2 separate regions of the Sus scrofa genome follow, and region 1 is linked to region 2. Evidence: chromatin contacts called from public Hi-C data. All regions are on one chromosome and are shown on one strand. The core of a region is the stretch at or near the end of the contact, and the rest is flanking DNA. Distances in the headings are between cores, read along the strand shown.

Region 1 (6,899 bases), core at 497-2,996, 240 kb before region 2:
GAAAAGTTTGCAGCAAAGCAACTGTTTGTATCAACTGGGGTATGTTGAATTATGTTTACAAAATGAAGAGGCATCAACTGGGGGAAAAAAAGTTCCATATACTACTACTGCATAGTTATTTCTGGATTATATCAGTAAGTGGAGAAACATAAATATACCATTTAGGAGCCCCCGTTGCGGTTCAGCAGGTTTAGGACCCAACATTGTCTCCATGAGGATTTGGGTTTGCAGTTACGGCTGTGGCAGATGTGGCTCAGATCCGACATTGTTGCTGTGTCTGTGGTGCTGGCCTCAGTTGCAGCTCCAATTCGCTCCCTAGCCTGGGAACTTCCATATGCTGCAGGTATGACTGTAAAAAGAAAAAAGCGTATAAATACATGTATGATTTATATGATAAAGGGAAGGGATGGGAATATACACATACATACATATATATTCTTTTTATAAATATATCTAAACTTGTATTTTAAAAATGGAAACCATAAAGAGAAGGAAAAAAGTTTACTGATAGGGAGAGAAAGAGCATAGGGTTGAGAGAAGAGGGATGGAAGCTAGATTTCTCTGACTCGTCTGATAGATTTGATTCTGAAACCAGGTAAATATTTTGAATAGTTGTAAAGCAAAATTAAATTTAAAAAGGAAAAGAGAACTATGTAAACATTGAAAGCCACGAAGCAAATGAATCTAATTGTAGAGTGAGTTGGTGGCATAAGGCACAGAGGTGAGCTATTTCAAGGGACTTTAAATCACTGTAATTTGGAGTTCCCATCATGGCACAGCAGAAATGAATCTGACTAGGAACCATAAGGTTGCAAGTTTGATCCCTGACCTCGCTCAGCAGGTCAAGGATCCGCCATTGCTGTGAGCTGTGGTGTAGGTCACAGACAAGGCTCGGATCTGGTGTTGCTGTGGCTGCAGTGTAGGCTGGCGGCTACAGCTCCAATTAGACCCCTAGCTGGGGAACCTCCATATGCTGCAGGTGCGGCCCTAAAAAGACAAAAAGACAAAAAATAAAACTACAAAACTAAATCACTGTAATTTGCCTGTACATCACTAATCAGATAGATCCTGAGGTTAAAGAGAAGTACCCCCCCAAAAAATCACATCCCCAAATCTGCGTTTGGTAATCCTATTATCGATAATGGTGTTGCTGTTATTATTTTGAGATGGTTGTCAGTGGATTACAAGATGAAGCAAATTGTTCCAGACTCAGGTTGTTCCACTTGCCACTTGAAAGCCAATACTGTAACGACAGGTGTTGGAAGGAAATGAAAGTTTGCTTTATGTAGGAGGCTGGCAACCTGGGTAGAAGGCAGACTCATGTCCAAGAACCAGCTCCAAAGATTCTGCTTGACCATGAAGGTTATTAAAGGGAGAAAGGGGGGCGTTCCCCCTGTGGCGAAGTGGAAATGAATTTGACAATACCCATGAGGATGCGGTTCATCCCTGGCCTCACTCATTGGGTCAGGGATCCGACATTGCAGTGAGCTGTGGTGTAGGTAGCAGGTGCGCCTCCAATCCTGCGTTGCTGTGGCTGTGCTGCAGCTGTAGCTCTGATTCAACCCCTAGCCTGGGACCTTCCATAAGCCCCAGATGCTGCCCTAAAAAGCAAAAGCAAGGAAAAAAAAAAAGGTGAGAAAGGGGAAGTTAATTGCAGTTCATCATTTGGGGGGGGAGGTGAGAGTATTCATTATCTTCCGCCTTGAGCAGACTTTCTTCTGATTGGTTGGTGATAAGGTAACTGGGCACGGTTCTGGCCGGAAGTTACTTACCATCCTCCACTTGGGTGGAGTCCTTAGTTCCTACAGAAGAACTTAAAGGTATTATTGTTACTATATCCCTTGAGGGGAAACCAGGACCTGCCCCAAGGCTCCACTGTTGTTTCTTGTTTCACTATTACTCCTCCTTTCGTTTCTGCATCCCCTCCCTTCCCTGATGAATAACTGTGTGACCCTGCCCTTTGGAACTCAGGGAAGGTCCTGGAGGCTGAGGGAAGCCTCTTTTCTGCAAACAAGAAACGGGAAACATGGACAGAATTTATGCCTGGGAGGACCCTATAGGGTCCTGCTTGGTTTCAAAACCAGTAATTAGACTGGTGTCACTGAGAATCAGAATCGGGGCATGGGAAAAAAGAAGATACAGGTGTAACATTGACAAAGTTAAGAACAAAAACCAATGGAGATCTGATTTTAATTCAGATGCATAAATACAAATTCAAGATGTAGTATCATTCCACAAAGAGTTGATAGGGTCGGAATAGTTGTAGACGTCACAGTAGGGGACCAGAGCTTGAGAGGGAAAGATAGGGGACTTTGGGAGATCATTGTAAGTTAATAATCATTCAAGAAAGCCATCAGAAGGAAGCAGGCTTGCTTAATTATAAAACCACAAGTATTAAGTGAAAGATAAAAAAAGGTCTGCATTCAAGTTCAGCAAGATATCGACTCTTAGGACCAAAGGCAGGAGGCTAAGGGAAAGATCATGTTCCCAAGTAGGAGACCCTCATTGTACTTTGGAAACCTGAGACGATTCAACATATTTGAGCAGATGATGGTACCACCCTTCTGCTGATTTGAATGAGCACCCTGGGTCAAATACTTCCTTACCAGACACGAAGGAGGAGCTAAAGATGTAAGCCTGACAGCTACTCAAAGAAAGAGGAAGAGGTGGTCTTTTCCCACCTCCATGCCCCTTGGATTATAAAAATGTAGCCCACCTAATCCTCAGGGCAGAGCCTCCTTGCCTGCCCACGTGCATTCCTCACAAGCATCTTATCTTTTTTTTTTTTTTTTTTTGAGTTTTTGCCTTTTCTAGGGCCACTCCCACGGCATATGGAAGTTCACAGGCTAGGGGTTGAATCAGAGCTGTAGCCACCGGCCTACACCAGAGCCACAGCAACGCGGGAGCCAAGCCGCATCTGCAACCTACACCGCAGCTCACGGCAATGCCGGATCCTTAACCCACAGAGCAAGGCCAGGGATTGAACCCGCAACCTCATGGTTCCTAATCGGATTTGTTAACCACTGAGCCACAATGGAAACTCCACAAGCATCTTATCTTAATAAATCTATCTCTTGCCTATCACTTTGTCTCTTGCTGAATTCCTTCTGTGCTAAAGCACAAAGAACTTGAACCTCAGTAAGTCCAGACAACAGGTAAGTGATTCTAATTTTAAAACTGTGGGTTCAAGTCCCAATCTGAGTTCTGGCTACATTCAAGTCATAAATATTGGCAGTTTCACAGTGAACACTGATTGTGAACACCAGATTGTGACATCTAAAGAACATTTCCTGCTGAAAGGGACTAGGAAGAGAGTTCATTGACCTGGACTTTCCTGATCAAATGGTAACATATTGTATTCCTGAGCAAACAGTTGATGAGAGAAACTCTCTCCCCCTCTCTCTGTCTCTCTGTCTCTCTCTCATTTTTCTTTTTCCTTTGTAGGGTTGCACCTGTAGCATAAGGAAGTTCCTGGGCCAGGGGTTGAATTGGAGCTGCCGTTGCCAGCCTACCGCAGCGACAGCAACACCAGATCAGAGCCACAGCTGCAAACTATGCTGCAGCTTGTGGCAAGGCCAGATCTTAACCCACTGAGCGAGGCCAGGGATCGAATCTGCCTCCTCACGGAGACTCCGTCGGGTCCTTAACCCAGTGAGCCACAACAGGAGCTCTTGGCAAGCTTCTCTTTAAAGAAGTAGTCTAGCTAATAAATGAAGAAGAAATGACGAGGTTCATAATTTGGCAATGATACTGGAAAGATGATACCGGCATCCGGGATCTTGTTCACGGCAGTGGAAGAATGAACCCTGTGAACACACAGGCAGCAAGCAAGCCAAGTTTTTATTAAAGGAACGCAGCCACTGGGTCACTGGGAGTGGGGGAGGGGAGCCCCCTTTCTCTATAGTCCTATAGGGGTTTTTATCTCTTAAAAGTGGGGAGGGGCACCAAAGTGGGGTCCAGAAAGATGTGGCTTTCTCCCATTGGCCTTATTCAGTTACCTATATCAGTCCTTGTCCAATAGGGCTTTTTGGGGTTGGAGATGTCCTGAAAGATTTATTTTATTTTATTTTTTTGTCCTTTCCTTTTACCATTCCTCTCATTCCTCTTTCATCAGTTGAGGAGTGGGCTAGAAATTCACATTTTCTATAGTATACGAGGTCTGTGGGGAATGTGCATTGCTTATAATAAAACAAGTCCTGTGGGGATGTTACTCCCTGGAGCCCTTAAGCCACAAATGTTAATCAACGGCCATATCAAAGACTGCCTCGAAGCCCAGGCTCCTACACTGACCCCTGAGTTAGTATTCGGCCTCCGCAACAGCTAATTAATGGTTTTAGGCAATGATCACCTACAACTGCCGATGTCACGACCACGTGTGCCTCCTTGTGTAAACGTCCACCTGAATCTGAACAAGCCTTAGATTTAACCCCAATTTAAAGGACATACAGAAGACAGAGGACTGTGTCAATCTACCCCTTAGGGAGATGATCAATTCAAACAAATTGTAAAACAACCAAGGACTGTGGGGGAGAGAAAAATACCTTTCCTCTACATTTCTTTCTTTCTTTCTTTTTTTTTTTTAAGGGCCGTATCTGCAGCATATGGGGGTTCCCAGGCTAGGGGTCTAATCAGAGCTACAGCTGCTGGCCTACACCACAGCCACAGCAACGCCAGATCCGAGTCTGTGACCACAACTCACAGCAAAACCGGATCCTTAACCCACTGAGCGAGGCCAAGGATTGATCCTGCAACCTCATGGTTCCTAGTTGGAGTCATTTCTACTGCAGCACAACGGGAACTCCTCCTCTGCACTTCTTATGGTCTAAAAATTAGATTAACATGGGACAGATTAATGGAAGTAAATCAAATATAATTATGTATGTATGGAGGTTCCAAAAGACTATGGGTCCCCAGGATAAGTCAGGCCTTTGAGCTGGGCAGTTCGTCAGCTGAGAGGAGAAGGAGGGGGAGGGGCTTGCCTTCAAAAGGAAGGAAGGCAAAGTGCAGGAGGAAGAGCAAAGGTGCAATGAAAAGTGTTTGTGGATGATGCAGGGACGATGGAACACAGAGGAGACTTTGCTCAAGCAGGCTTTCTTTCTAAGTTTCCCCCAGACTACCACACCTTGCTCACATTGTGATTTGGGGTTTTTTTTGGTTTTTTGCTTTTTCTAGGGCTGTTCCCGAGGCACATGGAGGTTCCCAGGTCAGGGATCTAATTGGATCCGTAGCCACTGGCCTACGCCAGAGCCACAGCAACGTGGGATCCGAGCTGCGTCTGCGACCTACACGACAACTCACGGCAATGCCGGATCCTCAGCCCACTGAGCAAGTCCAGGGATCAAACCTGCAACCTCAGGGTTCCTACTCGGATTCATTAACCACTGGCCACGATGGTGTCGGGGTGGGCTATGGGGTCGCGGATAGGTCGGATGTCGGGTGTAGACCACCTGGCCGCCCACCAACCGGGACGAACTGACCCGTGATTTTTGTTTTTTGCCTATGGTGATGTTTCTTTCTAGAACAGGCCCTATATCTGAATTCTTTTAGGCAGTTAAGGCGAGAAGATAAAAGCACTTCCTGAGCATCTTACCTTGCTCCTTATCTCAATTAGCCTCCAAGTCATTCTCAAGCCCAAGAGACACATTTTGAGGGGGGCTAAGGTTGTCCCTTATAGGACGATCAGGAAAAAGTGAATGCTGCTTAGATATTTAATGATTTTCTTTTTTAAAGTGATAGTGTTGCTAAAACTCCGTGAAGGAGGGAAAAAAAACAACTTTATTGCTTTGCCAGGCAAAGGAGGGTCACAGCAGGCTAATGCCCTAAAGACCATGCCCCCCTTTGGGGGAGAATAGGAGGTGGTTTGATAGTTTGGGAGTGACAAATAGGGCCACAGCTGAGGATTAGGGTAGATGCATGCTTGCGTTGTTTTTCATAGCTGGTGATGAGTCGTCCTAGGACTTGTTCTGTGGGTCCTTCTTTCCAGCAGGACTAATGTTTCATTCCTATCTTCCATTTGTTGGGGGTTTTAGTGCTTCCGAAAAAAATCAAAGACATTGTTATCTAGGTTCCTTGAGGAGGAACCAGGACCCTGCCCCAAGGCTGCCCTATTGTTTCTTGCCTGCTCCTCCCAGGTCTCTGCATCCCCTCCCTTCTCTGATTAGCAATTGTTTGAACTCTAGGTAGGTCAAGGAGGCTGAATGAAGCCTATTTCCTAAATGGCGATGAGGAACATAGGCTTTTGTGCCCAGGAGCCCCAGGGTCCTTCCTGCTGGCTTTTAACAGTAGGGGGTTTAGATAAACACAATTGATCACAGGTTGATAACTGTTGAAGCTGGGTACAGTACACAAAGGATTGCATTTTCTTCTGCCTGCTTTTGCCTCTGTTTGGGATTTTCCATAATAAATGATTGTTTATGTGAGACTGCTCTAGATCCCAAAAGCTGACCCGTATCCTCCCCCTGTTTGCATTCTTCCCACAACAAGCCTAACCCTCCCAGAAGCAAATCAGTGGTCAGAAACCGCACACCAGGGGTTGTAGTGGGGAAAAGCAACAGACACATTTCCAAAATAGGATCTCCATTTCGGAAGATTTATTTTTGATAGAAGATGATAAGTTTCATGTTACATGTGTTGGATTTGAGACTCCCAGTGAAAATGCAAGACTTCAGGCAGGCAGATGTAGCAGGGCTGACATCACCATGGAAAAAGTGTGGGCATGAAACCAAGCAGGACTCTGTGGGGCGTCTGGGTACACAGGCTTTTCAGGGTCCCCCATTTCTTGCTTTTAGGGAATAAGCTTAAGCCTCCATGGCCTTCTCTGAGTTCCAAAGGGCAGGTTCAAAGAGTTGATAATCGGGAGGAAAAGTCAAGAAACAACAAAGCAGCTTGGGGCAGGGTCC
Region 2 (6,297 bases), core at 1,943-4,442:
GAGGTGAAGTGGGGCAAAGGTCACACTCATTGTGGGCCCTTAACGACTGTCCAGGGTCACTTCAAGACTAAAGACACAGACTGAAGTGAGGGGATGGAGAGTCATTCCATACAAACGGAAACAGATAGAAAGCCAGACAAGGCAGTAATAAAAAAAAGTAATTAATTAATTAATAAAAAAAAAAAGAAAACCAGACAAGGGAATACTTAGACCAGTCAAAACATAGTTTAAAACAGACTCTAGCGGAGTTCCCGTCGTGGTGCAGTGGTTAACGAATCTGACTAGGAACCATGAGGTTGCGGGTTCGATCCCTGCCCTTGCTCAGAGGGTTAACGATCCGGCGTTGCCGTGAGCTGTGGTGTAGGTTGCAGACGCGGCTCGGATCCTGCGTTGCTGTGGCTCTGGTGTAGGCCAGTGGCTACAGCTCCAGTTGGACCCCTAGCCTGGGAACCTCCATATGCCGCAGGAGCTGCCCAAGAAATGGCAAAAAAAAAAAAAGACCAAAAAAAAAAAAAAAACAGACTGTAGCAAAAAAAAAAAAAAGACAAAGAAGGACGTTACATAATAATCAAGGGATTAATCCAAGATCAATCTAAGAAGATAAAACAATTGTAAATATAGGAGTTCCCTTCGTGGCGCAGTGGTTAACGAATCCGACTAGGAACCATGAGGTTGCGGGTTGGGCCCCTGGCCTTGCTCAGTGGGTTAAGGGTCCAGCATTGCCATGAGCTGTGGTGTAGGTTGCAGATGTGGCTCGGATCCCGCATTGCTGTGGCTCTGGTGTAGGCCGGTGGCTATGGCTCCAGTTGGACCCCTAGCCTGGGAATCTCCATTTGCCATGGAAGCAGCCCTAGAAAAGGCAAAAAGACAAAAAACAAACAAACAAAAAAATAATTGTAAATATAGATGTACCCAGCATGGGAGACCTGTATACATAGTGCAACAAATATTAACAGACACAAAGGGAGAAACAGTCGGTCACAATATTAGTGGGGAATTTAACACCTAACTTATATCAATTGACAGATCATCCAGACAGAAAATCAACCGAGAAACTTCAGGCCTGTCTATCCACTGCCCTTTACATAGATATATATACACACACATATACATACATACATATATATACGACATTGTATCCCAAAGTAGCTTAATAACATTTTCAAGTACACATGTAACAATCTCCAGGGTAGACCACAGAGGCCCAAGTCAATCCATGATAAGTTTAGGAAAACTGAAATCACAGTCAAGCATCTTTTCCAATCGCAACACTATGAGATTAGTCAATGATTATGCAATGTGCAGACAGCCATGACAGCTGCCCCCTCCCCACCTCAGTTATCTGATGGGATGACCTCCCTTCCCCTCCCCACGAGGGCAGAGGCGGGGCCCCTCAGAGGGAAGAGGACACTGGTAGACAGTCCTTTGAGTTAATCAGCTTCTTCCTCTAAAAATGCAAACACTCCTCGGACAAGGGACCCTCCTGGGAACCAGGCATCACTCTGCTGTGCAAGAGACAGGGAAGAGGGCCTGGGGACCATCTGCACACCACACAGGCTGCAAAGAGCTCATGCTCTCGGCTCAGGGTTCTTAAACTTCACTCTGCCTTCCCAAAAGGACTGACCCTCTGAGCAAATATGTAAGCACATTTATTCATTTTCAAAATCAGTCCTCCTGGTCGCCTCAGAATGAGCTGCACAATATAAACTGAAAGCAGTTCAGTCCCTCAGAAAATGAAACATAAGATCAATGAGGTGGTTTAAGCACACGGGGTAGGAGAAGGAGCCTTTGGAGACGACACGGTGTTCACTGAGCCTTAGACAAAGCTGTGTCCATTCTGCTTACCCGAGGGAGGCCATCCTTGCCCACTGCCCCCAAGTGCTCCTAGATGATGGCACCAGGGCTAGGACTCCTCGCTGGGAGGCAGCGTGGTGCAAGGGGCCTGGCCCAGGACAGGACTCCATGAGCAAGTCTGTTCACCTTCCTTCTTGGACTGGTCATTACCCACTACCTCACTTTTTAAGGAGAAGTCCCCTCAGGAGAACTGTGCTGAGCACAGAATTAAGTCAGATAATGAAGGAAAGGAACAAAATAAGCCAGTTAGATGAACAAGGTGAAAGAGCTGGAGACTGAGGAAACTGGAGACTAGGTTCTCTGCATGCCTGGTGAGACCTGTAGAATGTGGGGAAATGTAGCCCTGTTCTTGGATTAACTGTCACCTTCTTAATAAATACCTTTGCAGCACATGATCCTTTATTATTGAAAAGACCCTGAAACATATTTCAGGAAAAGGGAAAAAAATCACCTATACTCCGTCATCTCACCACCATCCATTTTGAAACGCTGCTCTTTGAAACCTGGAGCTGGCCAGGTACTGGGGCAACTCAAGCACAGCATGAGAACAAGTTTAGCAGCCAAATGGTAACAGGACTGGAGCAGCCCCAGGATTTTGACAGTGTCTCAGCTTCGTCCCGGTCGGCACTGGTCAGACCATGTCCACAACTGTGGTGTCTAGAAAAGGGACTGTGTCCTGGGCCAGAGAAGGAACGTGAGAGGTGACTAAGACCTTGGAAAGGAAGCCCAGGAAGGAGGTGAGGTTTAATCTGCCTGCTTTTGTTTAGGAAACATAAGGAATTAAATCTGACTTTAAGCCAGTGTTTCGGGCTCAACAAAGGTGATCAGCTGTTGGCTAGAACAGGAACTTGACCAGAGCCAGAGTGATGGGATTTCTGGCTTTGACACTTAGAGGTTAAATCCAACCTGGAATGTAGATTCCAAGCTATGAGTTGGGAGGTGCTGGGGAAGGGAGGGAGGAGCTCAAAGGGAAGGAGATAGACTGACTCAAGGGCAGAAGGCACCAACCCCACAGCTGGGCCATCATCTTCCACTGGCAGCAGCAACAGCAGCACCCAGTGGAGGCAAATGTAATTGCAGCTGTGACCCTATTTGCAGATCCTTTTTAAACTGCAGCAGTGAAGTCACCTCCCAGAATGTTAAGGGTAAACATAATTCAGAGAATCACTAGAAATGTCAGGAGTTATCTGTGCTGCCGTGATGGCCACAGGGAACTAGGAGTGCCTGCCGAAGGACAACTTCAATCCATTCACAAAAATCCCAAATAGGCCTGCTTGCAGGCTGGCTCCATCCATTCATCAGTAAATGTCCACTGTGCACCCATCACATGCCATGTGCTGGTCTGGCCACAGGAGGCAGGAAGACAAAAAGACTGCCGTCCAGGGTGGCTGCTGCCACCATGAGGGTGTTTCCAGAGGGCAGGGCCCTGGGGAAGGGAAGCTTCCCCAAAGAGGCAGAAACTCGGCAGAGACCCCAGCCAGAGCACTGGTGCTGTGGGGAAACAGCGTATCTGCAGGTGCCCGCAGACCAGCTGAGAAGAGGTGTCCATTCACAGGCCACAGACAGGAAAGGTCTGAGGTCAGGAGATCAGCTGTGGGTGTGGTGAGCCATCCAGGAAGGTGGGAGCAGTGGGGGGCAAGGGATGAGAACTATACACTAACTTACACCAACCCTGGGAGGTGTGGACACGTCTCCGAGGTGGACCAGCCAGCTCTCCAGGGGGAGGGAGGGACAGCTAAGCTTAAATGCACACACTATGCACTAACGTCTCTGAGTGACTGGTCTCTCTGCCCTTCTGCTTTCCATTCCCTCCACCCGAGGGAAAGAGAGCATCTGACTGGTATGTTGAGAATGAGCCGGACTTGCTGGAATCACCTCCATAGAGCGCAGGCACACCTTCCCCTCTGTGCCACCCCAGCCAGGCAGTGGGGAGGCCCGGGCGGCCAACACTGCTGCCACTCTCGCCCTGAGCAAAGTGTCAAGTAGCCTTCACAGTGGTTTATTTTTTTATTTTTTTCTGTCTTTCTTTTTAGGGCTGCACCCACGGCATGTTCCCAGGCTAGGGTTCCAATTGGAGCTGTAGCTGCCAGCCTGTGCCAGGGCCACAGCAACACAGGATTGGAGCCGTGTCTACAACCTACACCACAGCCCACAGCAACACCAGATCCTTAACCCACTGAGTGAGGCCAGCGATCGAACCTGCATCCACATAGATGCCAGTCAGGTTCGTTAACCGCTGAGCCACAACTGTAACTCCACTTTCACAGTGGTTTAGAAGAAGCTACCTTGTCCTAACCCACAACTGATTTAAAACCAGAGTGAGTGAGGAGTTCCCTGGTGGCTCAGCTGGTTGAGGATCCGGCATTGTCACTGCTATGGTTGGTTAGATCCCAGGCCTGGGAACTTCCACATGCTGTAGGCGTGGCCAAAAAAACAACAAAGCAGAGTGAGTTAGAACTGGCTATCACCAGACCACCCTTACTCGGAGAAGGACCTTACCCTTCAGTCTGAGGGCAAGCCCTGTGCATGAAAGCTCCACACTAACATGACCATAGGCTTAGAGGACCACCAAGGTGGAGGACAGAACCTGAATATCTCACATGCAAGTGGAGGGCAAAGGGGTGCTGTTTATAAGGGGAACAAGCAGAGGGAAGCTATCAAAGAGCACACATGGCGCGCCCATCGGAACCTTGGTGTTAGAGGGTCTTACAGGGAGGGCTCCCTGCGCAGAATCCACAGCCTCCGTGCATGTGCACGTTGCTAACACTGGGGCCCAGAAACAGCTCTGGCTCTTTCTCAGGGCTCCTCTGTCCAAAGTTCTAGGAGCTGAGCCTGGTCAAAAGGGCCATGAGCCTCCATGCACAGACACTTAGTAACGAAATGAAACTGTAGGCCATCTACTGCCCTCTGCCCCTGAAGTGGTGGAGCTCTGACTACGATGAGGGATTAGCAACGCATGGTGTCTTGGAGAGGTAACTAATATCTAAAATATGGTGTGTGAATTTAATCTCAGTACAAAATTTAATAAAAGCCTCCTTGTCACAATCCACACCAATACTCTGATCAAGCTCTCTGTCTGGGTAACTTTCTTAAGGTGTTTCCTGCCCCAGCCAATGGCTGGGCCTTGCCAACCTGGACCACAGACGCACTCACCACCGCCAGACACACTCTTGCTGCAGCCGCAGGGGCTCTCTGCATTTCCCACAATAATATTAATTAGAAGACCCTGCCTCTAATTACAGAAATAAGAAATTCACTTTAGAAAACCAGAAAAAATTATAATAAAGGATAAAACAAAACTTACTTAATTGTGGTTCAGCAGTAACAAATCCATGAGGATGCAGGTTCAATCCCTGGCCTTGCTCAGTGGGTTAAGGATCCAGCGTTGCCATGAGCTGTGGTGTAGGTCACAGATGCGTCTCAGATCTGGTGTTGCTGTGGCTGTGGTGTAGGCTGGTAGCTATAGCTCCGATTGGACCCCAGCCTGGGAACCTCCATATGCCATGGGTGTGGCCCTAAAAAGACAAACAAACAAAAAACTTAAGATTCCACCTTCCCAAGACAATGAACATTAATATTTGGAGCATTTTCTCCTATATATGCATAAACATTTTTAAAAAATAAAATTGGAATTAGTATTTTTACTTCGTTTTTTCTATTTAACATTATAAACAATCCTAGATGAGTATGATTCTTCAAAAATACTGTTGATGGCTGAACAATATTCCACTTAGTGGATAAACATGCCATCCGTCCCTACTACTGCACATGTGAAGCGCTATCAATTTGTCTCTACTATAAAGAACATGGCAGTGAGCAACCCCATACAGAACTGTGTGCATCTCTGATGTCTTCCTTAAGCCAAATTCCCAGGAGTGGAGTCACTGAATCAAAGAACCCACTGACATCAAATGCATCTATACCAGAATGTTCATTCTCTGCTCCCAGGCTGCAGAGAAGACCAAGTAAGTTACCTTGAGAGTAAGGCTCAAAAGGCAAGACTGAGGATCCTGGCGGTGTCCTGAAAGAATCAATTTTAAAAATTAAACAAGATCAGGAGTTCCTGCTGTGGTGCCATGGGATTGGCGACATCTCTGCAGCACCAGGACGCAGGTTTTATCCCCAGCCTGGCACAGCGGGTTAAGGATCCACTGTTGCTACAGATATGGTGTAGGTTGCAACTGTGGCTCAGATCTGATCCCTAGTCCAGGAACTCCACATGCCAGGGGGTGGCCGAAAAAGAAAGAAAAAAAAATTAGATAAGAGTGGTAAAAAATTAATACATGAGTGGTATCAGGAGTTATAAAGCTAAACTGGAGAGAAGGGGGAGGAGGGACAGGGGCAGTGAAACGAAAGCTGGGGCAGCAGAGGGGAGAGGGGTGCTCGAGTGCATTTTTGGGGAGTGCATTTTATGGGGAGTTCGTTTTATGGAGAGTTCCTGAG

Evidence for each region. Hi-C and Micro-C count contacts between places; a contact is called where the count stands out from the background.
Region 1: a Hi-C map of omental adipose tissue shows a contact between it and region 2, with 2.7 times the contacts expected there. The contact joins two enhancer-like sites. A contact is called at or near these places in 2 of 5 promoter capture datasets (fetal liver and liver), 30 of 47 Hi-C or Micro-C datasets (adipocytes, adipose tissue, alveolar macrophages and 18 more) and 2 of 2 datasets of contacts at active chromatin or transcription factors (alveolar macrophages and skeletal muscle).

Annotation. Positions count from the first base shown.
Region 1 is chr17:11,661,613-11,668,511 of Sscrofa11.1, reverse strand. No RefSeq gene overlaps it. Among named protein-coding and RNA genes, the nearest start is that of CHRNB3, 23 kb to the left of the region's middle. Within about 2 kb of position 1,746, at least 8 of the 83 cell types and tissues checked have an H3K27ac peak or open chromatin away from gene starts, as enhancers often do.
Region 2 is chr17:11,428,431-11,434,727 of Sscrofa11.1, reverse strand. No RefSeq gene overlaps it. Among named protein-coding and RNA genes, the nearest start is that of VDAC3, 19 kb to the right of the region's middle. Within about 2 kb of position 3,192, at least 20 of the 83 cell types and tissues checked have an H3K27ac peak or open chromatin away from gene starts, as enhancers often do.